Linked DNA regions of Mus musculus: all the other regions are linked to region 3. The links are chromatin contacts, called in public Hi-C maps. All regions are on one chromosome and are shown on one strand. Each heading gives the region's core, a stretch centred on a gene start, on an enhancer-like site or on the middle of the called end of the contact. The rest is flanking DNA. Distances are from core to core; before and after follow the strand shown.

What was found. A called contact is a pair of places that touch in the nucleus more often than the background predicts.
Region 1: a contact with region 3 is called in a Hi-C map of bone marrow-derived macrophages, with 11 read pairs. The contact joins two enhancer-like sites. A contact is called at or near these places in 1 of 15 datasets of contacts at CTCF or cohesin (the NIH/3T3 cell line), 3 of 484 Hi-C or Micro-C datasets (bone marrow-derived macrophages and liver), 1 of 115 datasets of contacts at active chromatin or transcription factors (embryonic stem cells) and 1 of 9 other capture datasets (embryonic stem cells).
Region 2: a contact with region 3 is called in a Hi-C map of bone marrow-derived macrophages, with 12 read pairs. The contact joins two enhancer-like sites. A contact is called at or near these places in 1 of 484 Hi-C or Micro-C datasets (bone marrow-derived macrophages), 4 of 115 datasets of contacts at active chromatin or transcription factors (CD8 T cells, T-cell acute lymphoblastic leukemia, double positive thymocytes and 1 more) and 1 of 9 other capture datasets (liver).

The regions. Positions count from the first base shown.
Region 1 is chr16:24,073,792-24,078,665 of GRCm38.p6, forward strand. Gm46545 (predicted gene, 46545) reads right to left here. Exons shown (of 2, transcript NR_155457.1): 2 at 2,684-3,848. Among named protein-coding and RNA genes, the nearest start is that of Gm46545, 6.5 kb to the right of the region's middle. Within about 2 kb of position 2,505, at least 31 of the 459 cell types and tissues checked have an H3K27ac peak or open chromatin away from gene starts, as enhancers often do. A contact at or near this core is called in bone marrow-derived macrophages, where this site is marked.
Region 2 is chr16:24,235,892-24,240,896 of GRCm38.p6, forward strand. All of the region lies in intron 1 of Gm31814 (a long non-coding RNA gene), which reads right to left. Among named protein-coding and RNA genes, the nearest start is that of Gm31814, 25 kb to the right of the region's middle. Within about 2 kb of position 2,505, at least 143 of the 459 cell types and tissues checked have an H3K27ac peak or open chromatin away from gene starts, as enhancers often do. A contact at or near this core is called in bone marrow-derived macrophages and double positive thymocytes, where this site is marked.
Region 3 is chr16:24,857,250-24,862,201 of GRCm38.p6, forward strand. The region is part of intron 9 of Lpp (LIM domain containing preferred translocation partner in lipoma); the gene reads left to right. Among named protein-coding and RNA genes, the nearest start is that of Gm22672, 24 kb to the right of the region's middle. Within about 2 kb of position 3,307, at least 47 of the 459 cell types and tissues checked have an H3K27ac peak or open chromatin away from gene starts, as enhancers often do. A contact at or near this core is called in bone marrow-derived macrophages and double positive thymocytes, where this site is marked.

The DNA of each region.
Region 1 (4,874 bases), core at 1,255-3,754, 780 kb before region 3:
CATCTGCTCCCGTCATCCATCCGAAGCCAGGCCCTTGCTTTCCGCTGCCATGTGTTCTCTGTGCCAAGGGTGCACACACGCCTCTGTCCCAGCTTCCTAAAACATAGCTGTGCTATGCATTCCTTTCCTGTTCAGAATCCTTCACTGATGCCCAAGCACCCCAGGAGTTAGGTGTCAATGCTTCACACTGTGCATCAAGAGTCACAACACATGGGTCCCCCCTCCTAACCTTCCCAGCCTTCTTGGTTCCCCACACCTGCCCAGTGCTTTGGTAAACCTGCCTTTCGTGACCAACAACAGGTGCTAGTTGTTGATGTCTGGCAAAGAGCAATAAGATCGTATGTTAGATGTGGCTCTGGAGTCAGAAAAAAATTAATGTTGGATGGCTGTGTGGCCCTCAGCAATCTCTGAGCCTTGGTGTCCCCACTTCTAAAGAAGGATTTGTAAATGGTACCTCAGGACTGTGAGGACAGAAGCCAGATGGAGAGCGTCTGATCTCCAGTGAGTACCACTACTCAGTACCCCTTGTTACTCGGTGCTCCCATACTCTGGCTGGGTCCTGCCTAATACTGACCCCTTCCTGACGGACTGAGATATGCTTCCCTAGTACGCCTTCTGCACACACCCTGCTTTTCCCTTTGTAGAAGTCAGGTCTGGTTCTTCTTCTCAGTCTCGTGCTGTCAGAAAGAAGACTCAGGCTCAACATATATTTACAAATGCCTTGGCCATACAGCTAGGCTCTTCTCTGACTCGATCATAACTTAGATTAAACCCATTTATCCTAATCTACATTCTGCCATGTGACTGGTTACCTGTGCTCAGGTACCACACATCGATCTCCTCACATTTTCCCTGGTGAATTTCCTGTGCCTGGCACTATCCCAAAATCCTTTCTGCTTTTTGGATGTCCCACCTCCAACTTTCTGACTCCGCTATAGGGCATCAGTTATACTATTGACAGGTGTCACATCCATACAGACACAAGATATTTTCTCTACACCCCTCATAGTCTAGTGACTTGATTCTTCTTTTCTTTTTCCTTTTTCTTTTTCTTTTTCCTCTTTTTTCTTTTTTCTTTTCTTTCCTTTCTTTTCCTTCCCTTTCCTTCCCTTTTCTTTCCATCCCTTCCCTTTTCTTTTCTTTCCCTTTTCTGTCAGAGTGAAGCCCCTGAATGTAAGAAGAAATCTTTCACCAACCAGCCAGCACTTCAAAGGTGTCAACCAGAGTACGTTGGACAATGAGCTAAAACAATGAAATTAGAGTGAAAGTATGGATCAGGGAGATCTATAGACGCACACTGAAATCCTAAGGGTAGGCTACCTCTTCCATGGTCAGTACAGGATGGCTGAGTGCCAGCTCTAAGTCATGCATGTCACCCTGTAGGAGTGGATAAAGCCATTAGCGAGCCTGGGTGGGGATAGCTTTCTTTGCTCGGGTTGTGTTGCAGTACAGGAGGGTTGAACCCAATGAGCAAGTAGGGGTGAGGGAGGAGAGGCAATGAGAAAGTGTGATTTTTATTTGTTTACCTCTCACCTGTCGGGGCACCTTGGGCCATGGATGAAATGAATTAGGCTTTAAAAAAACCAAACCAAACCAAAAAAATGAACCAGTCACTCTTCAACATGGTCCGCAGAGCAGCAGCAATGGAATTCCATACCAGAGCAACAGAAATATAGAAGTGGATTGACAGTCGGAATCAGCAACTTCAGAGGGGGCCCAAGCAATCACCTATTCTATCTGGTCCTCATGTTCTGAGGCACGGTCAAGTTTGAGAACCACAGGGCTATCTATACACAGGGACTTTTAAAGTCCTTTCCTTTTGTTTGTAGTTGCAATGGTCTATATTTCTTCTATTGATGTCTTAGTCCTTTTGCTGATGAAGGAGCAGATACTCACCCTCACTCATTCCATTTATATGTTCTACCCAGCAAAGTCCTTGTCCTCTAAGACCTCAAGAACATCCACAGTTTAGGACCCTGGGGTGTCCCTGGACATGTGCTCTAGTGGTGGATCCTTTGAGAAGACATCCTATGTTGGCATTCTGATCCAGGGCCTAGCAGGCCCAAGGCAGGGTTTATGTCAGAGGCCTCAGGGAGGGTGAGGCTGAGGTCCAAAGAGGCCTGGTGAGGAGGGAGGCTGAGGTTCAGGGGTGTGACAGTGTAATCCCCTTACCCAGTGTCCCATCCTGGGGATGTGAAGAAAAGCTGTCCTGTGTTCTAAGAGGCTGGTTGCAGCCTCAATTCATTTTCACATTGGCTGCCTTTGGGGCCAATATGCCTCCACCCTGAATTTTCTATCCCTTTCAATGGGGCTCAGCAAATCATATGAAAAAGTCAAGAGGCTGTTTAAGAAGCACTCATCTGGACCCACAGACACACACACACACACACACTCTCTCTCTCTCTCTCTCTCTCTCTCTCTCTGCCCCTCCTCCAATGCCATGATGATTCACTTCACATCTCTTCTCCTGTCATTTTATGGAGTCATGATGATGGTGAGGATGAGCTTTAGGGGATAGAGTGGGTGTGGGGAACTCCGTGGTTAGAGGACCTCGCAGTGGGGACACCCTGTTGCAGAAGCAGAACTCAAATGGTTTGGGTAATTATCTGTATGATAGATGAAATCCAAAGAGCACAGAACCAAAGAAAGACAAACACCCATTCCCTGATGCCCACCCCACCCCACCCCCAGCAGCCAGGCACCCACTCTTTTACCCCAAAGCAGAGATCATACCAAGAGCAGAAAGAGGCAGGGTGGAGAAGCAGAAGGGCAGTTCTGGGCCCTGGAGCTTGTGACAGTGGCTACCTTCCTAACCATCCCAGCAGATGTCCCTCTAGCAGACAGGCAGAAGGAAGTCTCTGTGGTCTGGGGCCCCACCCTGGATAGTTCTGTAATGGTGCCATTCTCAGAAGAGGAAGTGCAATGCCATGGGTAGGCACCGAGGTCTTTCTCCCAAGGGACACTCTACTTCTTGGTCCAGGTGATATTGAATGATATCCGTGGCTATTCCATCTCTTTGTGTCTTGCTCTCTGAAAGTAGAGAATGTTAGCCATGCCAGCACAAGCCCCTTGCCTAGGCACGTGAGAAAGCACAGTGGATAGGGCTGTTTATATTGGCACTTCTCCTTTATCTAACGTTGCCAGCTATAGGAGTTTCACGTGCAGTATCTCATCGGTGCCCTCTGTCAAGCCTGGCCATACATTCTTAGCCTTGTAAGGAAAACAAGATGGAGAGAGGTTGGTTTCCAGTGTCACACAGCAAGTCTAGAGTGGCTTAGGGGTTTTGAGTAGAGACTTGTCATTTCAGCACAACATTCTGCTCTCTCACCCATGAAAATTCAAGGCCTTTTCAAGAAAATGCTATCCCCTGGTTGTGCCATCATTGCCTCATGCCTCTGACTCTCCAGATGCTTGCAATTCTCACAAACAATATTCTGTTTCCCTCGTTTCTGGAATCCAGCCTCTCGACACGCGGGCAGATTTGGCTGTGACCTCTACTCTATTTTCTTCAGAGTCCAGACAGAATTCCTTAAGAGTCCACAAGGACTTATTGCATTTACTAGTTCTCAATGAGGTCAAAGGGAAACATTGGTCCTGTGGGTTCTCCGGAGCATGACTCTGACCTCTATAGCAGCTTGGGCCTTGAGATGGTGAGACTTCATAAGAGAAGGCAGACTCCTAAGACATTCCGGGTTGGGGGCTCTTCCCAGTGGGTGCCATTGTTCCCCATGGTTGGGAATCACAGTGTGGGCTCAGGCCCCCTCTGCTCTGGAGCTGGGCACCTTCCCCACTTGCTCTCTTGGTGGCCAGTCCCACACCTGTTTCTTAATTCTCTTCTCACCACACTTCTGAAATAAAGATGGTTAACAGCTGTCTATAAAATGCTTTCTGACCAGGCATCAGGCATTGTACCAGAGCCAAGTACTGTGGAACAAATGAGCTCTGCCCAGACTCACCTCCCAAGGCATTCAAGTGTGGGAGAAACCCAAAATGCCGTGGCTGGAGAGGGTATTTTAGCAGTTGACACACCAAACAATCTACTCAGCCTCATTCACCCTGAGGCCTCGGACACAAGCCCCGCCTCAGGCCTGCTGGGCCACTGGACCAGGATGCTAACATAGGATGTCTTCTCAAGTTGGGATGGCCTATATGACTCTACATCTAATGACATCTCCTAATAGCATCTGACTCCTCTTCCAGAAGGCAACCCAGTTCTTCCCAGTACACCACTGTCAGGAAGTTCTGTCCTGCAACAACTGGGGAATTGTCCATTTTCCATCTTCTCCACCCTTCACTACTTTGTCCTCTGAAAGAATCCCCAAGGTAGTCTGCCTTTCCTCTCCATTTCTGGCAGTAGACAGAAGGCAGAGCCTTCATGTCCTCTCTTTCTAGGGAGACTGAGGTTGCCCTCTGCAGTGAGCATAAAAAAGAGGCACAAGACACTGAGTTTCACCTTCATCTCATCCATCTCTATTGATTTTATTGATTTGATAATGAGCTTTCTCCATGTCCTCACATATGTGTGTCCTGGAGGTGCCTGCCAGCTTACTGCTGGAATACTGTGTTCTGGGCTCCATGGAAAAATCACAAAGTCAATAACAAATGGAAAGGGAAGAAGGGAGGGAGGGAGGGAGGGAGGGAGGGAGGGAGAGAGGGAGGAAGGAAAGAAGGAAGGGAGGAAGGAAGGAAGGAAGGAAGGAAGGAAGGAAGGAAGGAAGGATGAGCTGATTAGAGGGTGAGAGCTCCTGTGAGGAGGTGGAGAAGAAAGACGATCCCTCTCTACTGCACTCCTGTGGCCCCTAGAAAGGGTATCCATCACAGACAGACCAGGTGTCTGTGTGGTCCTCTAGGGACTGCATCCCTGCATGTCTCTC
Region 2 (5,005 bases), core at 1,255-3,754, 620 kb before region 3:
TGTCCAATGGGCCTCTCTTTGCAGTGATGGCCGACTAGGCCATCTTTTGATACATATGCAGCTAAAGACAAGAGCTCCGGGGTACTGGTTAGTTCATAATGTTGTTCCACCTATAGGGTTGCAGTAGAATTAACATTTTGTGATAATAAAACCTCTGAACAGCTATATTAATACTTAGCAGGATACTAGCGTCTGCCAAAACAGGAGCTAAGAATGCTATCAGTTAGTACATTGGACCTATGGAATAGCTCCCCCATCTCCCTGTACCTGCCTTTTGTGTGCTCACCAGTGAGTGTATTTTAAAGTTGCCTTGGTTTATGACTTTATTTGTGCTTAACAACAACAAAACAAAAAACAAAAACAATAAAACAAACCCTGTGAAATTACTTTTACATTGGAACATGAAATTCGGGCAACTGAAATCTGTGTTCCTGGCCTATGGTCATTCAAAATGGATATGAAATAAACTATCTCGTATTTCTTTAAGATGAGAGCTATAGTTTTCATGTGAACAGTGGGAAGAGGGATGGGTCTTCTTATGAGGACACTTTCTCGTGGGTCTTGAGGTCTGATGTTCTCTGCTGTCGTGGAACCCTGCTTGTCATAGAGTTCATGAGTCTCCTCTGAGAAGCCTTTGTTCCTGTCTGTACTTGTAATATCCAGGGAAATACCTGCCAATTAAACCTTAAACCTGTGTCCATCCCGCACCCCCACCCCCACCTCCCACTGGTTCCACAAATCCCACCAATTCCCATCTCTTTACAACTGTAACTGCTGTGGAATGCTAAACGTTTCTCCCCACCCAGCTCCTCCCACAAACCCTGCCTGGACATGTTATCCCCAAACCTGGCACATGAGCAGCTTTCTCATGGGGAAGGTTTTATGAGCATCTCCACAGGAATAATAACAGAAAACCAAGACATAGGAAGGGAGAAAGGTTTCAGGAGTCTCTCCAGCTGTATCCTTGCTCACATCTCTGACTCACACTGCACTGTCGTATGCAGTCTCCCTAACCTTCCTCCCCATTCTCTTCCCCTTCTTTCGGGGCAATGACTCCTGCCATCAGGTACCCTATTGTGCTGAAACAATGCTAGATATGGAGAGTCACACTCCCAGAGACCCTCCATAGCTTGCAAGCCGCCTGCCATGTTGGTCTCTTGCTTTACTGGTGGCAGACCCTCTGTGTGATCTAGGAACTGAGGTGACTACCTTCCTATCCCCTCTCCACTCTTCAGCTCTTGGCTCATGACCAGACTCTTCCTCCTACTGTGACACAGGAATGTCCAAGCACCTTAGACTGGACTTTCAGGTGACTCCTTACTATAGGCCAAAGTCCAGGCGTGAGCTGTGTCCGGTCCAGATGAAAGTGTGCCATTCTTCCAGGACTGGCTTTCTATTTCTTGCTTTACCTTCCCAATGGTCTCTTCATGCCTTTGCTCCCAGCCTTCCAAAGTCCAAGTGCACATATTAAACTTCCTTCATTTCTCTTCCTATCTGTCTAACTAGAGGTAACTTCAGAGTAGTTAAATTCCTCCATTACTGAATGTCTGCTTTCTAATCCATGTAACAGCCAAAGAGACATGATTTTATAACACTTACCGTTTTAAACTTTGGTTAACTCACACAGGCCTTTATTATCAGATGGCTTTCTCTTCATCTAAATCAGCCATCTCCTGCAGCAGGAGGAGATCAGATAACAGAACACAGCAGACCTCAGAAAGGGCTGCCCAGTGCTGATTGCTCGGTGCCGAGCTTAAGAAGTCCCTGTATTCATCAGCTGGCTAGCAGATTAATTTTTTTTATTTTATACACATGTGATAATAATGTAACTTGAACATCTGTTGTGTTTAGATACAGTAACTACATGACCATTTTCAATGAGGCCTCTCAGGAAAAAAAGAAAAGATCTTAGCTTGCCACTGACTGTCTTGTAATACTGGCTGGCTCAATCCATGTCTGTTTGGCTTCATGGTGAGTAAAGCCACTGACTGACCTTCTTCTGTGTGCAACTCAAGAAACATAAGTTAAGTAGGACTACAAGAGTTGGCTAAGGGAGCTCAAAAATCTCCGTCAAAGTAACTGGGGCTACTTAGGAGGAATCAGGTAGCTGCTGGAGCTGGTAAGTGTACGCAAATGCTCACATATTTGGAAACACCCCTACTAAAAGGAATAGTAATAAATAGAAGGAAGCAGAGCGGGCCTCATATAGCAGAACAGCTGTGCAGAGCTCAAGGGGAGGTAGGATTTCAGTGGGCCAACACGGGCTCAGGGGCCAGTTCAGGCAGGGAACATGAGGAGCCATGGCACAGAGTGGGAAATACAAGGTGCCCAGGGAGAGCTGGGCATGCTCATTGGTGGCTTCAGCTGGTGGAGCAAGCAGGAAGCAAGGGAGATGGGCTGGAAAGGTATTGTAAGGTCAGAGCAGAAAGGCCCAGAGAGGCATGGTGAGGAGCTGGGCCAGGGAAAGTGATCTCACTGGCTAAGCTTGAGGGGGCCTGCCCCTCCTCAGACGGCCTGGGTGCAGGCCCAGAGCAGGACATGTGGCAGCAACTGGCAGGGAGGGTGCTGGCAGCTCCACCAAGCTTGTTTCTTCACCAGGAAACAAGGTTTCCTGTAACTTAGACCCATGAATCAGCATTTCCTCTGTCAATAATACACAGCAAGAGACGCACCAGCACGGAGCTTGAGGGGAATGGAAGAAAGCAAGGAATATTCCATGACATAGCTGGCCTCTGCTCCCGTTCCCTCCTGATACGCTCGCAAATAGCACTCACATTGCCTAAGATCCTTTTCTTAGCTCAGTCCCCCCGTGAAGACTAAGTTGCACACAACACCTGCCTCTCTTATCCCATTAGATGTTTCCATCATCATTGGAAGCCACTCGTCCAGTCCTTTACTGGTGTGCAACAGTGAACCACGCATGGGTGACTTGCCTTGGAGTCGACTCCATGTTGAAGTGCTATCGAATTAACCCAATAATTCCACAAGGTCCACAGGGAGCGTGCAAGCTACTTCACTAGTAGAGACACGGAGGAGAAATGCTGGCCTGTCAGCTGTTTACAAGAAGCCAGACCTGATCTGGTGCCTCAAACACAGTACAGGGGACACAGAATCTAGAGCAGTGAGGCTATCTATAAAACACTTAATACCTTTATCGCAAGTATAGTTAGTGATGGCGATTGAACTGATAAAATATTTAATGAACTTAATTTCTAGTAGTAAAATAGTACGCGTACATATTTTGTCGATCACTAGAAAGAATCATATCTGCTCTCTTACTCCATTTATCATGCCAGACTCTGTCCTAAATAGACAAATAGCCCTGCCCTCCATAAAGCTTATGTTCTGGTTTCCTACCGTGCAGACAATGAACAAGAGGAGAGTAAGCTGCAGGGTTACACGTGTGTAGATCAGCAGAGAGCAGAGAGAAGAAGAGGAGTGTGCAGCATCTTTACACGGCCTGTAGAGGGACGGTGCCTTTGAAAACGTGTTTGTTAAAGCAAGCTCCCGAAAGTCAAAGAAGACGTGTGGCCATGTGGGGCAATGGGAGTCAGCACCAGAAACACTATGCAGGTGGCCTGAGACAGTACCCATTGGAATGTCCAAAAAAAGAAAAAAATGTCAAGAAATCAAGAATGACCAGCATGGAGAGAGAACGGGGGAAGGTTAAGGAGGCAGAGCAGAGTGGGAGTCGTGAGTCAACTTAGAGAAGTGCTATCACCTACTTAAATTTAAATAATGAAAGATGAAATAAGTCAAGAACAGCAGATGGAAAACAACCACCACAAAAATATAGGAAGGACACTTAGAATTGGCAAAGAAGACAGGAAAAGGAAAGGCAAGGGTGGTATGGAAAGAAAGAAGAAATGCAGTAGCTGCCTTCCACTCTCTGACCCCCTAGTCCAGATTTGCAACTCTGTTGCGGGCTGCAAACCCTGGAACCCATTGCCCCAGCCCCTTCTTGCAGGAACGGTATAGGATAAGGCCTGCAGAGGGCTTCCTCTTGACTGAGGTCATTGCCCATGCAGGTTCATTGCCCATGTAGGCCCCAGGACTCTGCAAACATCCTTGCAGGGGCTTCAGGCCAAAAGTAAAACCAACTCACCTGACCCCCATCCCAGATTTTCCAGGAACATCTTTATCTTCGGAGGACAACCCATTGCAAGCAGCAGGCAAGAGACCCTAAGAGGAGCAGGGACTAACTATGTCAGCTCCATCTTACAAAGGCTCACTCCATAGCGCGCCTTGCTTTGAGCCTGATTCACCTTCGAGGGTGAGCAATGCATGTGTAGGGGTGGTGAGGATACAGTGTGTGAACAACATGAGAGGAACAATGTTGTCTTCTTGCTAGAAGCCAATGTTCCCTCACTCTTTGTTCCTTCTAGTTATTAAACCCTTGGGCCTCACAGGCAAGCTCATATTCCTTTCAACCTCATACTACCCATCCCAACTCCCTCCCACCTTGAAGAATTTTAGAAAGAAATCTTTGTGTGGTTTCTCCAAACTTTGACCTACTCAGGGGTGCATTTGCTTTGCCTCCTGATGTCTGCAGATCAGAGCAGGCAAAGTCCACATCAGCAATGGATGCTAGGTGAAGTCCCTCCCTCGACATCAGCAATGGATGCTAGGTGAAGAAGTCCCTCCCTCATGCTTCTTCTCATCGTGCAAGGAGTAAGGGAGGGAGCCGCTGCCCTCCAGATGGCCTGAGAGCATCCAGTCAGCCAGAAGATATGACCAGGGTAGAGAATAAGGAAGAGAGAACCAGCTCTTCAGTTTTTCTTTCTTGTCCACGCCTTCCCCACCGCTGCCTCCCCAGATGCTTGGCCACTCTGCCGCCATCAGAAAGTAAAAACTTTGAACTTAAAAAAAAAAATTTTTTTTTAATTCAAGGTAATTGAAGTTGAACAAATAGTACATGGGGGTTCCGTGTACCTTGCACCTACTTTCCTTAAATGTAAACATTTTGCAAAACTAAATTACACAATCACAATCAATTATCGATGTT
Region 3 (4,952 bases), core at 2,057-4,556:
GAGACCAAAGGGCTGACCGATGTCTAGATAGCTTGTATTGTAGCTGCTCTTTCAAATAAGTAAAGACCAAGATGGGTTTCTTTCTTTTTTTTTTTTATATGCATAGATGTGATAGTGTCAGATACCTCAGAACTGGACACGTACAGATAGTTGTGCGCTGCCATGCCATAAATTGAACCCTTGTTCTCTGAAAAGCAGCCAGTACTCCTAAACACTGAGCCATCTCTTCAGTCCCATAGCCAAAATCTTAGGGCTAATTCTGGATCCTGTTGTGGGGAGAGCTGTTGACTCTGTGGAAGCTTGGAGATTGGACTGTGCTCATTTGCACCAATCTGAAGGAGACAAGAGCCTGACCAGAGCAGCTGAGGTTTAACAATTTTGCAGGGCCAGTGACGACATCTGGGTGAGGAGAAAGGGCAGGTTAAGGTTCATTGCTAAGCTTCTGTCTTAGGTAGGAAAATACCATTAAGTGCGATGAGAAAACAGACTTAGTAGTGGTTGTGCACGAACCTACTAAGGCTTTCCTATTTGGAAGTAGTTTAATTTTCATCCATCAGTACTTATTGAGCACCTGCTGTGTACACTTACACATCATTTCACATTGTTACAACAACAGAGTAAAACAGACTAAGTCCTAAGAGGCTCACATTCTAGTAAGTGGAGAGAGAACATAAATAAGTACACACTGAGAATGATAGACATAGAGGGCCATGTAGACAACAAACTGGAAAGGGTGACAGCACACTCATCAGTGGGGACGAAACAGGGCAGAGCATGGTGGGTGGTAGGACAGCTGCCACCCCCTGTGGTCAGATCTCCTGTGTCTAATATTGTTCCTGATTTATTGTTATTATCTTATAAATTGTGTACTTCCCCTGAGACAGGAATGCATACAATGAAAACATTTTCAATCACACTTATTTCTATGTAGCAATATATTCGGCCAACATAAAATATGCCAGGAGAAACAAAGAGAGAGGAGGAAGACACTCCCCATACACTCATCCTTGTTTCTCTAAAACCTAGGGCTTGAAGGTAAGAAGCCACAGAAAGGAACCCAAGATTTAATCCAAATCTCTTCCAAGGATCCAGTTTGACATGACAACGTTCCACTGTCACCTCCAAATGTGTTGGGATGTTTTGTAGCACTCCTGGGCATGTGTAGCTCATGGCAGACAGGTTGAAGATTGACAGTGAAACCTGAGAGTAGTGAGCATATTAGCATAATATCAGGGCTAGCAGAATGTCAAAAACTTAGGTAATTTGACTTCTCTTGCTTGATTCTGAACTTGGAACCAATCTCAAATGATAACCAAAGGTAAAATTGGCAATTGCCAGCTCAGATGTTAAGATATTTCATATTTGTTGGATCACTGTAAATACTGAAGCAAAGTATAAGACAAGACATTGGTATAGTGTTATATTCATTTAACTGATAGGACGCTCTAGAAAAATAAGTCAAGATAGAGTAATCTGAAGTTCTTTAGCATAAATGGAATCCTAGCCTTTAAAGATGGAGACATTTCTTGTCCATTTTTCTCCATTTAGCACAAAATCAGCCCTTAATAACTGATGACCATTTATGGAACACTGATTATGGACTAAGCACTTTATTAAATACTTTAGTAATAGATCATGCTTCATCATGCCGGCATAGTAGGTAGTCACTCAGATCTAGTATATGGGTGAAAAAGCCAGTGCTAAGACAGTTCTAAACCTGGACCAAGGTCACACAGATTGTTAGGAGGCTTTCTAAGGGAAGTCTCTGTTCTGACTTGCTTAACAAGTAAGTGTTTCTAATGGAGCCACTTGTCCTCATAGCTATAATGTTCTACAGGATTCTGCCATCAGTACCATATACTACTGTACTTTCTGTCAGTCACATGGTTATCCAAGGAATATCAAACCAAGATTGTTGGAATGGAAAGGGTCCAGACTTTTTGGGTTCTAAGCATGAAGAGTAAGAATCATCCAAGGGAGCAACATTTTCATGAGACAAAGCTATGTGCCCATATGCGCTGTACATGTATAAGTCTGTATATAGAGAGATGATAGATAGACAGATGGCAGATAGATAGATAGATAGATAGATAGATAGATAGATAGATAGAAGATAGATAGATGATAGATAGATGATAGGTAGATAGATGATAGGTAGATAGGTAGAGAGATGATAGATAGAAAATTAAACAGACACAGATATCCTTAAGCCCATACCCACTGACAAATTTTAACTGACTATGGCATATTCTTAGTTATAATAGAATTAAAATCTAAGTTGAGAATTACTGATCAAGTTTCATCTTGTCACATCATAGACCCGAAGACAGAAACACACTGGCAACTACTTTCAGAAGGTCCTCTGTGACACATCTGTGTAAGGAACCCTGGTTCTATGACTTTCACTAATAGTGATTTTCATTTTTATTTCACAAAACGATATTTCTGGATTGCATCATGTCTTGCTTCATGGTTGCGGTGGAACATAAGCGAGCAGGCAGGGGTTTTTACTGTGTCTGGGGTCCCATGATAGATGTGTTGGTAAGGGAGGATGTGTTCACTGGTTTCTGCTGAGATTCACCTGTTCACTAATGACAGCTCCTCAGCACATTTTCATAGTGGTAGGTCCGTGGGCTGCATAGTTTTGTGTGTGTGTTTTCAATTTCAGTTCCTTTGATAACTGAGCAAATAACAGAGATGATGAAACCGAACAGAATTAATCTCCTAGATTGTGTGTCACTTCTCCTTTTCAGTGAGTCAGTACGTTTGGTAATGACACGGGAGATTAGAAGGTTGCAACGTGTGCCTCAGTGAATGCTTGTGGGAAACTCACTATTTGCCCATCACAGATTTATGTGGAGTGAATGAGAGTTTTACTGCACAGAATATCCAGGATGGAGAAAAGATAAATAAATTTGGAAGTCTTTGCCCTCAAGAAACTCATAGACTGTCACAGGTTAGACAACCAAAAATGTATAATAACCCTTTCCCTGTGAGGTATCTGTGCATATGACCAAAGGATGCCTTGGGACATGGAAAGCAGTGGTAGCTTAAGGGCTGATACCTGAGCTGCATCTGTAAGGAAAGACTCCCCCGGCCCCTGTAGAAAGGAGAAGAAAGGCATGATAAAATGAAGAACTTGGTAGAAAGGAAGGCAGGGAAAGTGTTCCCTCTTGAGATAGCAGAATGTCTTCAGCACTAACAGGGTGATGAGCCAGCAGTAGGGACGTGGAAGGCGAGACAGTCAGTGTTCAGCGAGGAGCTGGTCCATGCCACTAGATCTGTGCTTGATCCAGGAGAGAACAACTGTTCCTGTTGCCAAGTAGCACTGCTAGTGACTGAGATGATCTCACAGAGGCACCTCGTGGGGCAGAGTACAGACTTGCCAGGTGGAACAGAAAGATGGCATTGCTGTCTTTTACTCACGCTTCAAAACAGGAAGTGCCTAAGTAAGCAGCTTTTCGGATCAATGCAGCCATGCTTTACCTGCCCTTGGGTTCTTCCGCATCAGCAGGACTAGGGGCATACTGCTGCTGTGCAAAGATGCCACCAAATGCAACAGAAGGCAGATCACCCAATCTTTAGAAGTGGAAATGTATATACATCTAGATTTGAATGTTGCTTCCAAGTTTCAACAAAAAGGCAAGCTGTCAGAAAACCCCTCACATGTGTATTCTCAACTGAGTTCTTGTGGTTTTTTGGTCCTGGTGCCTACTGAAGAGTTTGTCTATGTTTACAATGGAAAAGACCTTGGGAGCCATCTCCAAATCTTGTTTGTTTGTTTGTTTGTTTGTTTTAATAAAACTAGAGAGAATGGCTCCAGCCATCATTGGGAGCACGCATGTGATCCTTCCATTCATGTGGAAGCCTGGCTTCCTTTTCATGCTGTTACTAATCAAGTGTTCATTAGTCATGAATTAGTGAGTTATCCCAAGGCATGCCTTGATATCACAGTCCCTGTTCACTCGCGCTTATTTAGTACAGTTTCCATTACCTAGAATATACTGTGGCTTACATATATTAAGTGAAAAATTCTAGAAAGAAACAGATTGTAAGGTTTGAATGGCATGTCATTGTGGGGAACATGCTGAAACCTCACACCGTCCTTCTTCATCCAGTCAGGACATGAGCATTCCCTGGGGCCTTTGCCTCACATGACACCTGTAGTAGCCCACTCTACCACTGCTGATACCAGGAAGGCAGTCGTACTGTCAGAAAGGGTATGGCCAGTAACTTTATTCCATGTAGATGTGGCCTCTGAATAAAACCAAAGGTGCTGCTGATTCAGACATGCCAGAGGCTGACAGCTGCTTCCAATAAGTGCAAGGTGAAACTACTCATGCTAATAGGAGAAGGGGGAAAACCCGAATGCTGAGACTGCTAAACTCTGCAGAAAACCGAATCTTAGTATCCAGGGAGAAAGTAATTCATGACGATGTTTCTATCTTGCCTTAAACTGCAAAAATTATGATCGCAGTGAGTAATAAATGATATAGTTCTGTACTATCAATGATTAGGGGCATCAAAGGGGACAGTCTCAGGATGAAAATGGGCACGTACTAGAGAAATAAGAAAGACAAAATAGCTAAATGTTTGGTAAGGATGTGTGATTGAATTTATCATCTATATGCTTGGTTCCCTCCACTTTTTATACTAAAAAAGATCTTTGTTCTTTATTTTTCTGAATTTCATATGTATGTACATATATGTGTGTGTGTGTGTGTATGCAACATTATCATTTCTGCACCCCATTTTTCTCCTTAAAACCCTTGTATACACCCCCCCCACACACAAGATGCCTTCCAACTTCATGTCTTTTTTTTTTTTTAAATTCATTCCAGTTAGTGCTGTGATATGTTCCCAGATGTGGGGAGACCATCCACTGGTATATGAGAAAACTACCAGCATCCATACCCTCCATAAAGACACACACACACACACACACACACACA